Linked DNA regions of Mus musculus: regions 1, 2 and 4 are each linked to region 3. Evidence: chromatin contacts called from public HiChIP or PLAC-seq data. All regions are on one chromosome and are shown on one strand. Each heading gives the region's core, a stretch centred on a gene start, on an enhancer-like site or on the middle of the called end of the contact. The rest is flanking DNA. Distances are from core to core; before and after follow the strand shown. Region 1 overlaps Rora (RAR-related orphan receptor alpha). Region 2 overlaps Rora (RAR-related orphan receptor alpha). Region 3 overlaps Rora (RAR-related orphan receptor alpha). Region 4 overlaps Rora (RAR-related orphan receptor alpha).

Evidence for each region. HiChIP or PLAC-seq counts read pairs in DNA pulled down with a chosen protein or histone mark.
Region 1: an H3K4me3 HiChIP or PLAC-seq map of the SCID.adh cell line shows a contact between it and region 3, with 11 read pairs. The contact joins two enhancer-like sites. A contact is called at or near these places in 2 of 484 Hi-C or Micro-C datasets (epidermal suprabasal cells and nephron progenitors) and 2 of 115 datasets of contacts at active chromatin or transcription factors (the SCID.adh cell line and double positive thymocytes).
Region 2: an H3K4me3 HiChIP or PLAC-seq map of the SCID.adh cell line shows a contact between it and region 3, with 8 read pairs. The contact joins two enhancer-like sites. A contact is called at or near these places in 1 of 484 Hi-C or Micro-C datasets (nephron progenitors) and 2 of 115 datasets of contacts at active chromatin or transcription factors (the SCID.adh cell line and memory CD8 T cells).
Region 4: an H3K4me3 HiChIP or PLAC-seq map of the SCID.adh cell line shows a contact between it and region 3, with 26 read pairs. The contact joins two enhancer-like sites. A contact is called at or near these places in 2 of 484 Hi-C or Micro-C datasets (cerebral cortex and epidermal suprabasal cells) and 2 of 115 datasets of contacts at active chromatin or transcription factors (the SCID.adh cell line and fibro-adipogenic progenitors).

What each region holds. Positions count from the first base shown.
Region 1 is chr9:69,064,626-69,067,360 of GRCm38.p6, reverse strand. The region is part of intron 1 of Rora (RAR-related orphan receptor alpha); the gene reads right to left. Among named protein-coding and RNA genes, the nearest start is that of Gm46153, 240 kb to the left of the region's middle. Within about 2 kb of position 1,365, at least 4 of the 459 cell types and tissues checked have an H3K27ac peak or open chromatin away from gene starts, as enhancers often do. A contact at or near this core is called in the SCID.adh cell line, where this site is marked.
Region 2 is chr9:69,021,917-69,024,616 of GRCm38.p6, reverse strand. All of the region lies in intron 1 of Rora (RAR-related orphan receptor alpha), which reads right to left. Among named protein-coding and RNA genes, the nearest start is that of Gm31262, 200 kb to the right of the region's middle. Within about 2 kb of position 1,421, at least 15 of the 459 cell types and tissues checked have an H3K27ac peak or open chromatin away from gene starts, as enhancers often do. A contact at or near this core is called in the SCID.adh cell line, where this site is marked.
Region 3 is chr9:69,226,550-69,229,249 of GRCm38.p6, reverse strand. All of the region lies in intron 2 of Rora (RAR-related orphan receptor alpha), which reads right to left. Among named protein-coding and RNA genes, the nearest start is that of Gm46153, 78 kb to the left of the region's middle. Within about 2 kb of position 1,324, at least 19 of the 459 cell types and tissues checked have an H3K27ac peak or open chromatin away from gene starts, as enhancers often do. A contact at or near this core is called in the SCID.adh cell line, where this site is marked.
Region 4 is chr9:69,090,922-69,093,621 of GRCm38.p6, reverse strand. All of the region lies in intron 1 of Rora (RAR-related orphan receptor alpha), which reads right to left. Among named protein-coding and RNA genes, the nearest start is that of Gm46153, 210 kb to the left of the region's middle. Within about 2 kb of position 1,316, at least 111 of the 459 cell types and tissues checked have an H3K27ac peak or open chromatin away from gene starts, as enhancers often do. A contact at or near this core is called in the SCID.adh cell line, where this site is marked.

The DNA.
Region 1 (2,735 bases), core at 116-2,615, 160 kb after region 3:
AGGGGGAAGTAGGGACCAGAAGAGACTGCTTTTACTGGGCATGAAGTCTTGAGGGTTACTTAATGTCTCTGCTATAATGTAGATCAATAATTAGCCTCAACTCATTGAGTTGTAAGATTTTTGAGTATGTTAGATATATAGACATTTATTAATACTTAAGCTATGATGGCTGTTATTAAATTGTGTTATTAATATGGAATTATATGGCAAGTCTTGTACATTAGTAAGCATTCGAGAACCCAATAATCTTCTCTTATTCTGGCCAGCTGTATTGTAGTATTGTATTTCATAGCAGAGTGTGTATGTGTATGTGTATGTGTATGTGCCAGGGCACATTTGTGGGAATCAGAGGACAATGTTGTGGGACTTTCCCTCCACCTTTATGTGGGTCCTGGGGATCGAACTTAGGTTGTCAGGACTGACTAGCTATCATCTTGGCTCTCTGAGCCACCTCATCAGTTCATAGCATAGCATTAAGATGGATGGATATGAGGGGCTTGAATTCTAGCTCTGATTTTGCCAGTGAATGGATAAGGCAAATTAGATTCCCAAGAGCCAGCATACAGTTCTGTCAAGTGTATGCATGGATGCCTTCTAAAAGCCTCTTGATATTTCTATAATGTGGTATCTTTTGTGGTACCCACTGCTCAAACTAAAATGTTAACACAAGTGATGGAGGTTTGAGTTTCAGGGGTCCAGGAACATTTTCCTTGGGTGCAGCCTTCTCTCTCTCTAAGGCCCCTCTTCCTCCAGGCCCAGCCAGGGAGGGTTGGAGACGCTGGAGACTGCTGTAACACCTCCCTCCTGGATGCTCTAGCTAATTTCTCTGCATTTCTAATAAATGTTTTGGGCTGTGACATGTTGCTTTGAAACATACTTTCCAGTGGGGAAGTTGGATCTGTCAGAAGTCATCTAACTCCACTGCTTTTGATTTTTTGGTAAAAGCCCAAGAGGGAAAAATAAGTGAGGGCTGAAAAAAATTTCTTTAGGGCAGAGGAAACTATACACTCGGTGGCTGGCAATGATCCTGAGCACAAGCATCCACTGCAGAATTGACTCTGTGAGGAGGATGTCCTGACACCCAAGTACAGCAGCAGCAGCAGCAGCAGCAGCAACGAAGCCAGGCCAGAATGATGTGGACCAAACACTGCTGATGTGTTTTCTTAAAGGCCTCTTTCAACCCAACTCATAACACCCATCAGTGTCACTAAATGGGAGCTTCTAAATGATGTTTCCTGTCTTTGCTCCCAGGGAGTTGGCATGATAATGAGAAGATCTTTGGTTATCTGGAGGTTATGACTAGCATCTGTGGTTTCATCTGTATTCTTACCAGTGAGTCCCATAATAACGTTGCAAAGGCACTGTCATGCTCATTTTGAAGACTTGGGGGAAACCACAATGCTCTAGGGATCAGCAGGTGACAGCAGCACTAGGACCTGAGTTCCTCCCTTGTCCCACAGCCCTCCTTATTCAGAGCACACCTCATGAGCTAAAGGAGAGAAGTTTAGGCTTAAAGGTGTCAAGGAGAGAGTGGTGTCAGCATGAGGGGCTCTGCCTTTCAGATGGATTCTTTCCTACCTGAGCTGAGAAGACTACGGACACACCACTTAACATCTAGTGAGGACTCCTTTAGCAAGAGTGTGTCCAGTGCCATTTCTGAATTCTAGAAATAATCCCAAACCTTGGAATGACAAAGCTAACCCAAGGTTTAGGTAGGAAATTGCCTGTACCAGTGGCCTGAGTGGCCACTACTTGTTGAAATGGGTGTGGTTCCTCCTAGGTCTGTGCCTTTATTTTAATTACTATTTTTTATGGCAAGGTCTGTGGTAGCCCAGGCAGAGCTGAAATTTGCTATGTAATGGAGGATGATGTCAAACTCCTTCTTCTCCTGCTTCTAGCTCTCAGGTGCTGGGATTATAAATGTGAACCACTGTGCTCTGATTTTTGCATTGTTAGATACCAAATCTAAGTCTTTGTGAAGGCTAAGAAAACATTCTAGCAACAGAGATACCTCACAAGTTGAATTCTGCAATGTGTGTGTGTGTCTGTGTGCACACGCAAGTGCGTGTGACTATATTGTGGGGATGCATTCATGTGTATGATTGGTGAATACTCATGTACTTGTGATATGGAGACCAGTTATTGATATTGGATATCTTCCTCAAAAGCTCTTTACCTTATTTTTTGAAACAGGGTCTCCCACTGAAGCAAATCAATATGTCTGTGTTGCCTGGCCACTCAGCTCCAGGGAATCAGCTCGTTTCACCTCCCCAGTGCTGGGATTACAGATGTGTGCCACTATGCCCAGTTTTACATGGGTGCCAGAGATCTGAACACAAGTCCTTATGTTTACATAGCACGGAAACACTTTACCAACTGAGCTATCTTCCCTAGCTTCAGTGCTTTAAAAAAAATACCTTCAGTTTTCAAAGCCATAACCCCATGCTAATGTGAAGAGACAGTTCCACAAAGCTCTATAGACAAACTCACAGCCCTTGTCTGCATTTCCCATGCCCCTAGGGCAAGGTCTTCTCCCTTCCCTCAGCAGAAGCTCCTGGTATTTACCTTCACATCTTTAAATAACAAGCTTTGGCAGCTACCTCTTGACTCTTCTGTTTTAGGCTTTGTCTACTGACCATCCACAGTCTCTCTGTTCGATAGTCCCACCTTCAGTACTTTGATGGACATTTCTGGCCCTCTTTCCTCTCTCCACATCCCTCCAGTACAGCTCTGTC
Region 2 (2,700 bases), core at 172-2,671, 200 kb after region 3:
GCTCAGTGGTTAAGACCACTAACTGCTTTTCCAGAGGGCCTCGATTAGATTTCCAGCACTCACACAGTGACTCAGAGCATTTATAACTCCAGTTCCAGGGGATCCGATAGCCTCTTCTGGCTTCTCCAGGCCTCAGGAGCACAGTGCACAGATATACATGTAGGCAAAACACCCATCCATACACATAAAATCTAAAAAATAAATAACTATAAATTAAAAAAAAAAGATAATGAAAGAATAATCCTTTGGTAGTTCAAACTATGCATATGCTGGTTAATTTTTTTTTTCAATTTGATATAAGCTAGAGTTATCTGGGAAAAGGGAATCTCAAATAAGAAAGTGTTTCTATCTGATTAGCCTGTAGGCAAGACTGAAGGGCATTTTCTCGATTAATTGATGCGGGAGAATCTAGCTCACTGTGGGCAGTGCCATTCCACAATAGACGGTCCTGGGATGTGTAGGATAGCAAACTGAGCAAGGTAGGAAAAACAAGCCCATAAGCAGCACCTCTCTGTGGCTTCTGCTTCAGTTCCTGCTTCCAGGTTCCTGTTCTCCTTAAGTTCCTGTCTCTGCTTCCCTCTATGGTTGGCTGTAATTTTGAAATGCAAGCCAAATAAACCCTTCCCTCCCCTCATTGGCCCTAGTGTTTATCACAACAATAGGAAGCAAAGGAAGACAATTTGTCTACTCTCCCCTGAAAGGAAACTAAGTACAGCATCAGCGACCGTTCCAAACTGAGGATCACCAAGTGTAGCACTCAGCTCCATGTCTGACCCTGGGAGACGGGTCTAGACATGATGTTGGTAGCAATCTGAGTATCATGCAATAACCTAGAAAGGCTGACTCAGGCGTGGAGTCTGGGGGCGAGTTGAAGATTATGTTTTTCTCTGTGGCTGACCACAAGGATGGTGCACTTGACCCTGTCTGCTTTATTAGTCTGCACTTATCTTGCTGCTAGGCACAGCTATGGGGTAAGATGCAGAGGAGCTGTATGTAGTCTGTCAGGTTTCCCAGAGCACCCCATATCAAAGGGGTGAGATGTCTCCTGGCTTTTCAGGTTGTAAACCAGAGAGAGTTGCTTTAGCAGGGCAGCTCAAGCTTAGAATCACCTTTTATGGTCATATGGAAACCACAAGACAGACTGTATAGGCGCCTACAGAACCTCTGATTCACTCCCCCGGCTGCTGTTCTTTGTGCTATGAAGCTGAGCTAAGAACATGGGAGATGCTTTTCCTATGGCATCTAGGGACCAATACTTCTTCTCTTCTCAAAGCTGTCCATTAATGGGATTCAAATCGTCATGCTGCTGTGAGATTTAGCAAGGCTTCATTGCCCACCTGGTCAACTGGTCAGAGTTTGCATCATATAAGGGAAGCTGACAGTAGACACAGGAGCAGCTATGTTCTGCTTCATTTCCTTTACTCTATTATGAGACTTCCATCGTACAGAGAGAATTTGATTCTGAGTCCAGGGAATCACATGCCTGCTGCGTTATGCTTTATTGTTTGAACTTAAAAAAAAATCTGGGCATGGTAGCACATGGCTGTAATCTAGCCCTTGGAAGCCTGGGACAGGATGATATATTGCAAGCTCAAAGCCAACTGGGCTACACATAGAGACCCTCTGTCAAAACAAACTGGCCAGAGCTGAGAGATAGCTTTGTGGTTACGACAGAGTACTACTCTTCCAGGGGAGCAGAGTTCAGTTCTAGCATCCATGTTGGGCAACTCACAACTGCCTATAATTCCAGTTTCAGGGGGATCTGATGCCTCTGGTCTCTGAGGATACTTATACTCATGTACACATGCCCAGATTCAGATATGAACACCTACACATTAATTAATAAAAAATAAGTAAATCCTAAAGAGATACCAACCAACTAACCAACCAAAAGTCATTTTTGTATTAAACTGAACTAAGTCCACACTAAGGGCAGCTTTTGGGAGCAATTCTTTATATAGCCAATTGGTAAGTGTGATAAAGACCCTGGAGTTAAAAGTGTTAGCAACAACAGTGGATGGTTCTCTACTGTTTGTTAAGAGGGCAAATGGAACATGACTGGTTGGTCACCAGCTTTTGATAGGTCTGAAAAGCACAGATTAAAGCTGGGGCTAAGATGAAGTCAGTAGATGAATAAATACGGTGAGAAACCACCTTCCTGACATTCATCTGACACCATGGCTACTGTCACCATACACCTCATGTCTCCAGGGGAAAGCCTTCCAACACCTCTTACGACACAAGGGATTCTTCTCTCTCATCTGTGACACTCAATGCCACCCTCTTTGTGAAGGCCTGCCTTAGATTAGCCAGTTACCTGCTATGATTTGAGGTCTGGGTCCAGATCTCCTCAACAGAATTTCCTGAGGGGAGGATGACATTCATCACTGATTTAGAGAATCAGTGTATTTTCTTTTTCTTTTTCTTTTTCTTTTTCTTTTTCTTTTTCTTTTTCTTTTTCTTTTTCTTTTTCTTTTTCTTTTTCTTTTTCTTTTTCTTTTTCTTTCTTTCTTTCTTTCTCTCTCTCTCTCTCTCTCTCTCTCTCTCTTTCTTTCTTTCTTTCTTTCGTTCTTTCGTTCGTTCGTTCTTTCGTTCGTTCTTTCGTTCTTCCTTCCTTCCCTATCTCTCTCTCTCTCTCTTTCTTTCTTTCTTTCTTTCTTGTAGAAAAGTATTTAGTTGTCACAATAACAGGACAAAACT
Region 3 (2,700 bases), core at 75-2,574:
CTCCAAGGAGCCTCCTGTCCTTGCCCCTGCCCCTAGTTCCTTCCACTCCGCTTTAAACACGTGAAAACATTCAGGCCTCCTGGCCTCAGTAGAACTCACTGTGAACTTTGACGGGGGTCAGAGGAGCCTTCATCTCAGGCTGCGGAGGCTTTATCTGAAATGCAGGCAATCAGGAGTGTGCAGGATTTCTGATATTTTGGGCATATTTGCATATACTTATAAATAGGTAATTCTATACAGCAATTTTTAAAATGTGCCTGCCTTTCTATCTCAATGAGGTCAGGTGTAGAACATTCTAGATGTGGCAGGCTGTGCTCCAGAGGTTTTGGGCTTTGGGCTTAGTAGAGATGCTTAGATTATATCATTTCTTAACTTCATTTTGTTCTTAATTTTTATGATTTCTTTTTTAGATTAATTTAGTGTGTGTGTGCGCGCGCGTGCACGTGTGCATGTATACACACCACAATAGGTATTTGTGTGGTAATTAGAGGACAACTTTCAGAATTCCTCCCGTGATGTGGGTCTTAGAGATCCAAGTCAGGTCACCAGGCTTGGCAGGGAAATTCAAGCCTTTGGTGTACATAGATCATTTTCTTTGCAAATCTGGCTAGCAAAATATTGGGCTTAAGTTCATATTTTTTAATTATGGGAAAGCATGGTAACTGATCTTTTGTGTGCCCTGTGTAAACGTTTGTGCAGAAGGACTGAGGTGGGAAAAGCCACCTTACAGAGTAAGCACAGAAAACAGGTTGTCATAACTCATGAGGGGGACAAATGCAGCATATTCTAAGAAGGGCACACATGTTAAAGCATGTTTGTCATGAAATCTGACCATATCCATCTCCTAAAAACCAGCCTTCCCAGGAAGAGAATCTGTCCCCATTTACCTTGGAAAAGGCTCTTATTTTTATTTATAATTAGCCTAGTCTGATGATGAAAACAAAGGCCTATCCATCCTTTACACTCTGTAGGCATCCCGACTCTTTAGGTGGCAGAGGGAAGAGACTCCCAGCAATCAATCCCTGGTGTAGTTGTGCTGAGCACACAGAGGCAGAGGAGCCAAGCAAGGTAACTCTACCACACACTTACCGCTTAACCTTGCAGCTGGTAGCAGGGCACAAGCCTGTTGCCAACTCCCGAAGAATGCTTTCTCAATCTGCATCCCACTCTGAGGTCAAAGCCATCACAGGTGCTTTTGGCCAGCAAATGCTTGTAATCTCAGAAGCAAACGGGACTGCCAAGTTCACGTTGCCATGACTCTGAACATGGTACACCATTTCCCACTCCAAGTCGGAGCCTGCAACTCTTATGGCTGTTCAGCCAAGAGCTCTGTTGGTACCATTCTGACTCACACACACTGGCTACAGTCGTGGAGCAGGTGAAGGACTTAAGTGTCACTAAGTTGGTTTCCAGTTGCTTCCAGGAAAAAAAAAAGATCACTGGCACACAAAATTCTTGCTCCTAACACGTGACACTTCCCTCCTGTGCTCACAAGCCACGGGAAGAGAGAGAGAGAGAGAGAGAGAGAGAGAGAGAGAGAGAGAGAGAGAGAGAGAGAGAGAGAGAGAGAGAGAGATATCTTAGCTTTTATTGCAGTGTCTACACTTTGAGGGGGTCAGACACAACAGAAAGCTAGAGACCCCAGAGACTTACACACTATGGGGGTGGGGCATACAACCAAAGCAAAGCAAACCACTTTCTGTGTAACTGAAAACTCTGCCAAGCACCTTAGCCCTGACATGCCATGTGTGACTCTCCCAACTTCAGAACATTCTGTTTTAGACGTTGTCAACCAGCCTGACGCTGTATGCTGCTTTTACGGGGTTGATATACATCTACCAGAAAGGAGGCCAAGAGGAAAGACTTTAAAACTACCCTCTACCTTCTGTAGGAGATCTGATCTCTCCTGACACAGATCCCCCATCTTGCCCCTGGGCATTTCCCCCTGCCTTGGACTGGCTCTTTGAACCAGTTCCCCCACCCCCATCAAAGGCACTGAGGTAGCAGATTCACCTTGACACAGACTTTGGCCAACAGATGGGTTTGTTGTTGTTGTTTTTGACATTTACACGTGATTGTATATATTGGCATTATGCATATCCTCTCCCATCTGGGATTTAGTCTCCAGAGCATAAACTAAACCTAGAAGTTTCTGGTCACACATTTTGAGGTGTGTGCATGCACCACAGTCAGGCTCTGGGAGGTGAGCTCCAGCCACTGGCACCAGCCACAGCTTTGATCTTTTTGGGTTCCAGGAGTTAGCAAAAGCTTTATCTCAATGATGAAAATCATCTTTAGAAGTGGGTGCTGGGGTTCTGAGAGTGAGTATCATTACTGAAAAAACACATTTTCCTTTTACACAGAGAAACAGACAGCCATGCACTAAAGAGCCAAAAAAAAAAAAAAAAAAAAAAAAAAAAAAAAAAGTTCAGTTGCCACAAAACAAACAAATATTCAGCACAGGCTTCAGGAAGTTTCCAGAAGATCAAAGAAGCTTTTCTCTATTGAGATCGCTCGCTTGGGAACATGTCTGCCTTCTACCTTGGCTCTCAGGCTGCTGCTGGTTTTTATACATCCACCTCAGGAGGGCATTCCAACTTCAGCTTATTCATGAAGTGGCCCCAGAGAAGGAGGTCCAAGAAAGCCCTCTGGGGCTGGGATTGGGGCAGGGCAGAGCGTGCATGAATTGCAGCACTTCTA
Region 4 (2,700 bases), core at 67-2,566, 140 kb after region 3:
CTAACAATGATGACAGATGTTGTTGTCCCTAAAGGCAGATGCCACTTGGCCTAGGTTAGAAAGGTTTAAGAGACAGGAAGAAAAAAAAATAGAGATTTTTGATTTGCATCTAACACAGGTCATGCAATCCCGCAAAGGCTTTCTGTTTTATAACCCACTGGACATTCCCCAATTTCCCCAATGTCTTATTAGTTTGGTTCTCTCATTGTGACCATTTCACAGATGAAGCACTTTAATCTGAGAAAGATTAAGTCACTTCTCAAAAGTTATAAAACTAGGGGGCTAGGAAAATGACTCAGGGAGTAAACTATTTCCCCACATAGTCAAGAGGACCGGGGCAGTTTAGATCCCCAGCACCCTCGTCAAAGCCGGACAGGAGTGGTGGGCCATCTGTCAATTCAAGGTTAGGGAGCCTTGATTGGGTTAGGTTAGTTTTGGGGGATGGTCTTCCCCATCCCCCAAAACTTAGAGCTAGATCAGCCTGATCCAGCTTCAGTAAGGGGCCTGCTTTAGTAAAGAAAGTAGAGAGTGATTGAGGAAGACTCTGATAACATCAACCTCTGGGCTCCATGCATATGCACACCTGCATGTATGTGCATATTAACCACCACCCACCCCGTGGCAAACATACATATTCACAATGCATAAGCATATACAGAAACAAGTTACAAAACTAGTAAAGAGGACAGCTGGGTCTTTTGGATTCAGCAGGCCGAATTTACATCCCACCATGCTCTGGTGTTATAGACAATCTGGTGGTGAAGCGGGTGAGTGTGTGTGTGGTGGGATGTTTGCTCTGGATGTGGGGTTCTCAGGCTGGCTGGTTGTGATGGAGTGTAATCGGGAGAGGTGAACACAGCTTTTTCTTCGCCTAGATCAGCACTGTTCCAGATGAGTGTGAACGCAGCATGTTTGTAACTGTCAACTTTGAGGTTGGGGACTCCCTTGGACTTGCATCTCCCAGCAGCCAGGGTAGCATTTCTGGCTTGCATGCATCTTTAAAACCACACCCATGGGGGGCGGGGGGGGGGAGAGAAAACACAAGCAGTTGAGGTTTTGTCTGCTTCAGCTAGGACTTCATTGGCACCTACTGAGCCCTTGGCTTGATTTCCCCTCCGCCTAAAGGAGGCAGGACTGTGCCTGGCCAGTTCCCCGGTGTTTCTAAGGTGTCTCTTCAGCTTGGAGAGGCCCACAGAGTCCAGTGGAGTGGATTTCGTGACTCGGGTCAGCATGAGCTCCTCCCAGGCAAGTGGAGGGAGGGAGAACGAAAGTAGCTTTCCACAGCTCTGTAGGCTGAGCAAGCCAGCGACTTGGCCTTGGTGTCAAGTCAGTTATATAAGCTCTGGCTGCCTGCCTCCCTGGCGGGGGAAGGGACAGAAAGGAGCAGGAAAGGCCTTATTAGCATTGTGATAAGAAACTAGACAGAGAAAGCTTGCTGTCTTGAGAGCCTAGAGCCAGGCGCTTCCTATTTCATTCCACAGTTTTCAAGTCCTCCCTTGCACAGTAGGGGAAGCCAGCAGAGGGAACCAAGCTGGGACTTCCAGGCCCAACTTTATTAAACCTTAAAACAAGCCCTCTTCTAGCAAAATAGTTCAGTTGGTGGAATGTTTGCCCAGCATGTATGGAACCCTGGGTTCCATACCCAGCATTACATAGAACAGGGCAGAGTGGTGGTCATAATACCAAGAGACCAGAGGCAGGAGATCAGACGTTTAAGGTCATCCTTGACTACACAGCAGGTTTGAAGCCAGCCTTAGTTACATGAGACCCTATCTCAAAACAAACCAAATCGAAACACCCCACCCGCACCCCTTCTGCAAGTCTTCGGAAGACCAATGGTTAGGGACTTAGGAAAGTCAAGATGGATGAAGTCCAGGGTTGAAGACAGGCACCGTCATGCATTTTGCAGCCAGGCTTTGCCATCGGAAGCCTCCCTGGGGATGACTGAAAGATGGAAGCACCTCGGCCCAAGACTCCCGCCAGCTCCTTCCAAACCTTTCAATAAGGACAACAAAAATAATAACAATGTGTCCTCAACGGGGTCCTTTACTTTGAAGGTCTGTCTCTTTGGGTCACAAGAGTGACAGTCATCTATTTGTTTTTAACTGGCAGGATGGCCGTACAGATACTCCTTGTCACAGAAATCACTTTAATCACTTTCAATGGAGACGGTAGGCACTCCTCCACAGCTGCCACCCACCTTCCCAGCCAAGGGAAGAGACGTTTCCCTTTCTGCATCTGTCCCACAAACGTGGCCCTAAAACATTGCTCATGAGTGGCCCTAGACGAGAGAACTTGTAAGGAAATGCTCATTCCAGCTAGTAATAAAAATGAAAATTAACGCAACCTCAGAGGGGTCTTTTCATTTTTGTCTTACAAACTAATATTCTTGATGCTGGTCAGGCTGCACTGAACCTGAGAGACTTAGGCTGTAAATCAGCATAATTCCTCACTAAAGAAACACCCGTGCTTTGTAACAGGAATCAGAAGATGCACTTCACCCTGACTCAGTAATCCCTCTCTTGGGGATTTATACTAATGAAACCATCTGACAAGCAAAAAGCTACACAAACTGCCCTAGTGTTGCTACTGATCAGCTCTAATCTCCCTCTCTCCCCGTCCTCCTCCCCGTCTCTCTGTCTCCCTGACTCTGACCCTGTCTTTGTCTCTATGTCTCTTTGTCTCTATGTCCCTCTCTCT